Regions from separate parts of the Sus scrofa genome. Here regions 1 and 2 are each linked to region 3. A link is a contact called in public Hi-C and HiChIP or PLAC-seq data. All regions are on one chromosome and are shown on one strand. Each heading gives the region's core, a stretch centred on a gene start, on an enhancer-like site or on the middle of the called end of the contact. The rest is flanking DNA. Distances are from core to core; before and after follow the strand shown. Region 1 holds the start of CFAP43 (cilia- and flagella-associated protein 43). Region 2 holds the start of ITPRIP (inositol 1,4,5-trisphosphate receptor-interacting protein). Region 3 holds the start of SLK (STE20-like serine/threonine-protein kinase).

Region 1 (2,812 bases), core at 84-2,583, 300 kb before region 3:
CATCGTATATGAACATCTGGATACACACTGCTGTTAGCCACAGGTAAAGGCATTTCACATTTTTTTGCAGCTATAATTGTCAGCAATTGACCTGAAGGAGCTAAACTGAACTGATTCTGCTGGTTGAAGATCAAGAGTTGGAAGACTTGTGATAGCTTTCTTCCTTCTAAGTGCCACCTGCTTTTGCAGACCGTATATACCCACTTGATACAACATTCTTCTGTGGATTTTCAGGAATGTAATTTGAATAATTTTAAGCAATTTAAGTGGTTCTTGAATCTGTGTGTCCTAGCTTATCGTCCTCGGTATGGTTCAAATAAAATTCTTTTCCATTCCTAGGATAGATTTGTTTATTGATTATTTCCCTTTACAGTTCCAAATGACTAGCACATGAGATACTTGGTAAATATCTCTGGATGAAAAGAAGAGAAGGTGACAAGATGGGAAGGAAAGGAGTGACCTAAAGAAGGGAAGAAGATAGGTCTAGAAAGGACGAAAGAAGGCAAAGGGCAGCGGGCAGGGGAGAGCATGAGAGGGGAGGGCAGAAGCAAGGACAAACTGCTGCCCTTCCCACAAGTTATTTCTAGGAGCTGTCTGCCTCTTTGAAATAGCTGAGGGTACATCAGAAAGTGTAAAAAAGTAATTAAAGGTTTGGCACTCCAGATGTAGACTAGAGTTGGCTTTATTTATTTATTTATTTGCTTTTTAGGGCCGCTGGTGCAGCATATGTAAGTTCCCAGGCTAGGGGTGAAATGAAAGCTGCAGTTGCTGGCCTTGTGTCACAGTCACAGCAACTCCGGATCAGAGCTGTGTCTGCGACCTTCTCCACAGCTCAGGGCAACGCTGGATTCTCAACCCACTGAGTGAGGCCACGGATCAAACCCACATCCTCGTGGATACTAGTCAGATCCATTTCCGCTGCTCAGCAACTGGGAACTTCCTCTAGAGTTGGCTTTAAAAAATCCCACTCAGCTTTGTAGCCTTGAGCAAATTATTTCTCTTATCCTCCCTTTCCTTTTCTGTAAAGTGGGACTGATGAGGATTTGAATATTATATAAAACTATACCCGCACGAATCTTGGACAGTCAGCCCTCAACATTTCATTCTAGTGCTGAGACTTAGCAACTTTGTTAATTATTTGCCGCGGGCTGGGCCATTCCAGTACCCGCCCCGCGCTTCGCGCGTCGCTCTCCATTCGTCAAGACCCCTCCACCCCCAGAACTTTCACCAATCCGCTTGACTCAAACATGAGCGTCTCAAAGGACAGAGCCAATGGGCGCAGGGGTTACGAAGCGGTAAACAGTGGAGGCAACTCGGGCGGGCGGGCTGGGGCTTCGGAATAACCCGGCAGATCCTAGTTGGGTTCCACGTTTACCGCGGGTGGCCCAGCTGCGAGGCTCACGGCTCATGGTACAAGGCTGGGAACGAGACGTAGCCCGAAGCGCCGCGTCCGTGAGGTTCACTGCCGCCCGCCTCCTAACTGACTCGGTCTTGAGGAAATTTTTCCCTCAGCTGTACCCGCAGCTTCCTCTCCTGTAGACCTGCTCTCCCACAAATTCGACATCTTCTCCTTCAACCCCAAACCCTCCTGCAGACTTCCGTTCTCTGTGAATGCTCTCCGTTCCACCCCCAGCCCCACTCCGTCCCCTTTTTCACTTAACACATTTCCAGCTCTTTCCACGTCTTTGGTGACTTTCCCCAAACTTAATGACCTCAATCCCTTCCCTTTAACTCCCGTCCGTGGACTTTGGGTTTATTTGCATTTGTGGTGATCGTAAGCATCTGCAAGGATGTAACTTGGCATTTCGTTCCTTCCACATGCTAGAGTGTTCCCGGCACTCTGTTCCACGGGGCGTCCTGCACCAGCCCGGCTGTACTCTCCATTCCCTTGACATTTTTCTTTAAGCATATTTTAATAATTAAATAGAGATAGAGTCTCCCCTCACCCCAGACTCCTCCATCTAGCTTACATTCACCACACATTTCTTACTTTAAAATATGTTCCTTTCGAACTGCAAACCAAAAATCTACAATTGATACACAAACAAGGAATCTCTGGAGAATAACTATATCTCATAATAAATAAGTGCATATTGTTTATCACATCACTTAGAATGGTGTAATGCCTATATTGAAGAATCAATAAGATGTAACAAATTGTGAGGACATATTTATATAGTTACCCTGTTTTTTAACCAATTTATGCATTTTAGATTTTACTTATTTTCAGAGGGTGTATTATTTTTGTTATTCTTACCAGTTAAGTTATTCTTTTTATGATGCTATATAAAATATTTAATGGTATAAAATATGTTCCTTTCATGTTCTGACCTTTTCATTCATGTTGACTTATTCCTTTTCCTTTCTGCATTTATCTCTAGTTTGATCTAAAATATGGCTACACACGTTCCATTTTTGTAAAGAAGCAATTTTCCTTCTGGGTTCACAACCACAAAGCAAGCTGTCCTATTCAAAGATGTTTTTTACAGTTTATTTTTAAAATCAAAACTAGTTATAAAGCAAAGGCCCAGGTTGCACCCTGTTTTCTATTGGGATCAAGCTCTTTTCTCTCTCTGTTTTGACTTTTTCTTTCCCAGCATGCAAGACCCCAGAAATCCTTCTGAGATTTTCTCAGGTTTGAACAGAGGTTTTCCTTCATTGGAAGAGCTCTCTGAGGAGGGCTCTTAGACTTAAATGCAGATGGGAACTTTCCCATCTGCATTTAAGTTTCTGGAATGCCTGCACTCAAACTGGTCTCACCGCTGGCACGTGTGTTCTTTTATCTTTGAGATTGTTTTGGGCAGAATGGGAG
Region 2 (2,883 bases), core at 333-2,832, 380 kb before region 3:
AAAAAAAAAAATGTGTGTGGATTTGGGGTGACAGGTTGGAGGAAGAGGTGGGGTGAAGGTTGCAGGCAGAAGATAGCGCCCACGTGAACCTCCAAAGGGGAAAAAACAAACTCATTATCACATTCTGAGAAGCATACGTTCCAAGAACTGCAAGGAGTTTGGTGTGGAAAAATGGAATGAGATATGTAGTTGGTGAGATAAGTAGAGGCCAGTTCATGAATGGCCCAGGTGCCTGGTTAGGACCCTGGACTTTGCAGAGAATAGAGGGGAGATGAAAGTGACCGTCAGGTCACAGAGAATGAAATAATCAGGTTTAAACAAAAAACAAATGTAATAAATGTTGCTTATATAGATAAGTATACATACCTAGTTAGAAAGTGCTAAAACAACTTTGCACACAGGATGAGGATCCCAGAGGGCATTCAAGCACTAACTTTGGTGTTCCACCACGAAGAACCCTAAATCCTTACTGCAGGGTTAGGCAGTGTAGTGGTGCTCGCTCCAGTAGTCCCCACCTCTCAGGAATTTACCCCACCTGCTTTGGTGGAAAACAGACATTTTACAAATACAGACATTTTAGAAAAACACAGGCCTTTCAAGAATGTCTTCCGGAGTTCCCGTCGTGGCGCAGTGGTTAACGAATCCGACTAGGAACCATGAGGTTTCGGGTTCGAGCCCTGCCCTTGCTCAGTGGGTTAAGGATCCAGCGTTGCGGTGAGCTGTGGTGTGGGTCGCAGACGCAGCTCGGATGCAGCATTGCTGTGGCTCTGGTGTAGGCTGGCAGCTACAGCTCAGATTAGACCCCTAGCCTGGGAACCCAAGCGGGAGCGGCCCAAGAAATGGCAAAAAGAAAAGAAAAAAAAAAAAAAGAACGAATGTTTTCCCCCATCACCCTTTTCCTCGTCCCTCCCCACCAGCCCCTAAAACTCTGCCATAATTGTCCCTGGTGTAAGGAAAGAGCTGTGAGCAGCCGCAAAAGCCAGAAAACTAGACTAACCTGGGCCACTGGCCAGGGGGTCTATTTTTAGAACTTGTTCTCATTGCCTGTTTATCTTTCAGACTCAGCCTAATGTCTTCCAGGCGAATGTTAAAGCTATTTGGCTGGCTTGCAGAGGAGAGGAAGAAGGTGATCTAACACTTAAGAGCAGTGGCAATAGGGATAACCATTCCGACAGTGTGTTCTCATAACGTCCTCCCAGTGTACCCTTCTTGGCCTTCGATTCCTGTAAAGCCACTTACACAGGATTTATTCAAGCCCTTCCCAGCCACTTCTACTGGCTGTGGAATTTGGGCAGGTCACAAAGAGAAGATAATAGGTTATGGATTTCATAATCCATCAAGTATGACCAGAGCGCTGCTGTCCCTCCTGACCTCGGTTCCCTGGTGACTAAAATAGGGGTCTAACATCCTAACTGTAAACAGGCATTGGACACTAAAGCGCCCTCTACAGATAAAAATCACTTGGTCGTGATTCTCCTTTGTGTCTGGTTACTCAGGAAAAGGCGACGGTGCTTTCATTTACCGTAAAATCTGGTGAGTTATTTTAATCCATTCAAGCCGTAAAAGAGAAAAGGGCTAGCGTTTTGTCTCGATTTATATTTCCCTCCAGAGGAGAAACTAGGTGGCCCCTGGAATTCCACAGCATCTAAAATGTGCCGCGGGAAAACGCTCCGAAGGCGTGCAGGGAATTAACCCTTTCCGTTCCGCCGGCCGAGACCGACATTTAAGGGCGTCCTCCCCGGACTTGCTGTCCATTAGCCCCAGTTTACTCTGTAGCCAGATCCCATCTCTCCGGATCACCTTCCAGTTCTGCTGTCCGCTCTAGAGTTTCTGGGATGATCGATGGGCAAACTTCCGCTGCAGACCCGGCGTTCATCCCCTCCCTAACCCTCACGGTCCACCTTAAGGAGACTCCGCAGCCGAAAGTAGAGGCGGGTGTTTTGTTCTTATAAGGAGGAAAAGTTTCTTTGACATCCAGGAAATGAGTAACTCTGAAGTCCTTTAGAGCCCCCGCTGATGGAGGCCAGAAGGCGGGAGCCGGCTGGGGTATCACCGCCCGCGTCCCTCTAATTGCCCTGACGCTCCGCGGCAGCAGCCGCCAGACAGCCGATTCCGGGCCCCCGGGACCCGCGCGTGCAGCGGAGGCTCGCGCGGTCCCTCCCGCGCCAGGGAGCGGACACCAAGACTAAACGTAAGTCCCTGGCCTGAAGCCGAGAGGCTCTGCGTCCTCCCCAAGCATCTCGCGTATAGGAAGGAAGGAAGGGGACCAGGCGGAGGCGCGGTGGCGGATTTAAGAGGGGCGCCAGCTCAGCCTCCCAGGTTGGGGCTGACTTGGGAGACCCTGTTAAGGTGCCCGAGAGAATGTGGGGGTGGGCGGCTGTCCTCCCAGGTTCCCTTTCCGTCCTCGCGCCGCGCGGGGTCCTGCGCCCCAGCCTCTCGGCTTTAACCCCTCTCGAGACGCGGAGACCGTGGGTGCTTCCCTGCAGCCACGCGCCGCCGGCAGCTCCTCCTCCCCGCCGCACAGAACCGCCGCGCCGGAAGCGGGACCACGCTGTTGTTTGTGCGGACTCGCTGGTCCGTTACCTTCGACCGTCTGGGCAGATGCTAGGACAAAAAGGCCGAGTCTCCTTACTCTCTAGCCCGCTCCTTTCCCTCCTTCTTTCCCCTTCTGGAAACAGGGAGAGGGTGTGAAGCCTGCTTTTTCTTGGTTTAAATTAGTGAAGCTGTGCTGGGGCCGGATAAAGCCCTCGCTGCTTCCTCTTTCAGGGCTGTTGATGGAGAAGACCCCACGCTGTTCAGAACTTTCTCTAGGAGCTGCAGCTAGTTTCTGCCACCTGGCCCCTAAACCCATCCCGTCCTTTTCCCATTGTCTCCACTTTCCTG
Region 3 (2,819 bases), core at 29-2,528:
AAGCAACCAATTCAACAATAGTCTGCAAGTAGCAATCACTTTGCCCTCATCCCAAGAGACTGGTTATGTATTATTAGGTACAGATACAACCAAATATATATCCTGGACCCAAAAAAGGGAACTGTTTTAGTCCAAGTGTACATATGACTGCCAACAGCTAGTGCACAAACAGGCAGCCACTGAAAAGTATAATGATTTCTGATTCGAAAATACTTGAGGGCCACGACCAGACCCCTCCTTTAAATTAAACAACACCCTCATTTCCTTTAACGTTTGACAGAGCAGAATGCATATCCTGCCTCTCTTTGGCAATCACTCTTTAAACTACATCCAGGCCCCATTTTGTTCAACCTTAAACCCTGTGTCTTAGCTACTCTTCGAACGGTAACCTAAATAAAGTTCCAATGTACAGTTACGAAGTCACAAGAAGGTCCACAAGGCAGGACCGGGACCAAGGAGCTAGAAATCCTCGTGCCACTCCGGGCCACTGGCTGTTTGATCTCACAAGTGGAACTTCCCGTTTTCTCCCTCTTACCTTGTACACTTTCCCAAAGGCTCCGTCGCCCAATTCTCCTATAATTTCCCAAAACTCCTCGGGGTTCAGGTCCCTCTTCACATGTTCGTACTGCTTCTTCTTCTTCTCGCTCCCCAACTTGAAGATCTTACGGAAATTGAAGAAGGACATTTTTCTTCCCAACAGAGTTCCTCGCACTTAAGGACTGAAAACAATACAAGGCAAAGTTTCTCCTCCCTCGTCTCCCGCGCGAGCCCGGCAGGCGGCGGCGGGCGCGGGTCGTCCGGGCTCCCGCCGCTCCGGCCGGGCTGTCCCCGGGGAAGGCGGGGCGCGACTCCCGCTCCCGCCCACAAGGTGGGGGCGCTGCGCCGGCGGCCCCTCCGCGAAGCCCGGCCCGGGGGCCGAGCGGCTAAGCGCCGAGACCCCCGCCGGCCCTCGGGGGGCGGCACCTGCCCGGACGTTCGTCCACACCCGGCCCGGCCCGACGGGTTCGAGCGGTCCGGACGCCCGCAGCCGCCACGGTTAGGCCCGTGTCACGGCGAGTCTCCAGGGGCGGCGGCCACTCCGAGTGAGGGACGCAGCCGGCGGCCTCGGAGCCGGGCAGTCGGCTGGCCGAGCGCTCCCGCCCCGGGCCGGGAGCCCTGGGTTTCCTCTGCAGCCGTCTGCACCCGCGGCGCGAGACCCGCGCGTCCCCTGGGCTCTGGGGCGCAGCCGCCGCCGCCTCGCTCCCTCCCCAGCCCACGCAGCCTCTGCTTGGAGCGCGCGCCGACGCCGACGCCGCAGCGCGCCCGCGCGCTCCTCCTGCCGCGCGCCGGACTCTCCGCGCACTCGCGCGGGGGCGTCACCTCTGGCTCCGCGCACGCGCGTTAAGCCCCACAAGCTGGCAGCCCTTGGGCGGCTTGCAGGCACCCCGCGGAGGCGGGGGCGAAGTGGGCGCTTGAGCCGAGGGCTGGCTGCTGGTTGCTTCCGATTTGCCCTCCAAGCCCCATTATCTTTATCAGCCTATGGCTTTGGTGTAGTTGCCCCTTTGCGCACGACCCCTTTGATTGTACTAGTGGATCTTGCCTTCATTCCGGATCAGGGAAAATGTGTAGGGTGAAAGATGAGCTGTCCGGTTCGGAGGGGACTTGTTCTCTCTCCAACGGTCCCAGAGTTAAGTGAGAGGGGAGTATGGGAGCGTTGGAGCCAGAGCCGACCAGCTCTATGACCTTGCGCGGGTAACCTCTTCCAGCGTCAGTTTCTTCATTGTTAAATGAAAATCCTTAAAAGTCCTGACCTGGGAACTGTGAAGAGAAATAAAGAAGGCAATGGATGTAAACCCTTTGCACGGTGCCTGCACTGGCAAACGCTCAATTTCAGTTTCTGCTGTTGCTACAAGTGTGCTGGTAAGATATATATAATACATGTAAAAATTGTTTAAGCCAACTTCTTCTCCAGGGATGACCGCGACACTCCCTTGAGGATTATCTATCTTCTTCTGGCCACTTACATATGGTGGCTATAACGCTGGTGCCACCTTTCATGACTCCATCTAAACCTCTTACCAAGGTCTTGACTTCCTGACCAGCCTCCGCCTCCTTGGGCAGTTCTAGTGGACAGTCTACCTAATGGGCCATGTGGGCTTTGGCTGGAATCTCTCAGATGGTGTCCACCACTAGACAGGAGCCCTTTAGGGCAGTGGCTCTTTGTTCACCTTGATATCCAGGTACCCACCAACATTCCTGGCATATGATAGGAAGACAGATCCCTGGAATTAATTAATCAAAGCTGTCTGGAGCAGAGGCCATATTGCTATCTACATACCACACCCAAACCATTCTTCCCTCCACCCTCAAAATGGCATAGCAAAACCCCTCTTCTAGTAGGAGGGATAAGATGATTTTGTTTCTCAAGACTTTCAATTTTTAATAGTTTTATTGAGGTATAACTGATATACGATAGACTGTACAGGAGTTCCCTGGTGGCTCAGCATGTTAAGGATCCAGCATTGTCACTGTGGTATGTTTCTCTCTCTAGCCTGTGGAACTTTCACATGCACTGGACAGAGCCAAGAAAAGAAAAATCACAAAGCAAAACAAACTATACATATTTAAAATATATGCTTTTAGGGAGTTCCTGCTGTGGTGCAGTGGGTTAAGTATCAGATCACAGCAGCTTAGGTAGCAGCTGCCACCCAGATTAATCCCTGGCCCAGGAACTTCTATATGCCAAGGGCAAAGCCAAATAAATAGATAAATAAATAATTTTTAAAATAAAATAAAATGTATGTTTTAGGGAACTATACTCAATATCTTGTAATAACCTA

What was found. A called contact is a pair of places that touch in the nucleus more often than the background predicts. HiChIP or PLAC-seq counts read pairs in DNA pulled down with a chosen protein or histone mark.
Region 1: an H3K27ac HiChIP or PLAC-seq map of alveolar macrophages shows a contact between it and region 3. The contact joins the promoter of CFAP43 here to the promoter of SLK in region 3. A contact is called at or near these places in 1 of 47 Hi-C or Micro-C datasets (heart right ventricle) and 1 of 2 datasets of contacts at active chromatin or transcription factors (alveolar macrophages).
Region 2: a contact with region 3 is called in a Hi-C map of heart right ventricle, with 4 times the contacts expected there. The contact joins the promoter of ITPRIP here to the promoter of SLK in region 3. A contact is called at or near these places in 1 of 5 promoter capture datasets (fetal liver) and 1 of 47 Hi-C or Micro-C datasets (heart right ventricle).

Annotation. Positions count from the first base shown.
Region 1 is chr14:115,200,486-115,203,297 of Sscrofa11.1, reverse strand. It overlaps CFAP43 (cilia- and flagella-associated protein 43), which reads left to right and starts at 1,333. Exons shown (of 43, transcript XM_021072821.1): 1 at 1,333-1,410.
Region 2 is chr14:115,276,242-115,279,124 of Sscrofa11.1, reverse strand. It overlaps ITPRIP (inositol 1,4,5-trisphosphate receptor-interacting protein), which reads left to right and starts at 1,582. Exons shown (of 5, transcript XR_002338487.1): 1 at 1,582-2,191.
Region 3 is chr14:114,897,422-114,900,240 of Sscrofa11.1, reverse strand. It overlaps SLK (STE20-like serine/threonine-protein kinase), which reads right to left and starts at 1,278. Exons shown (of 18, transcript XM_005671435.3): 1 at 536-1,278. The coding sequence starts at 685.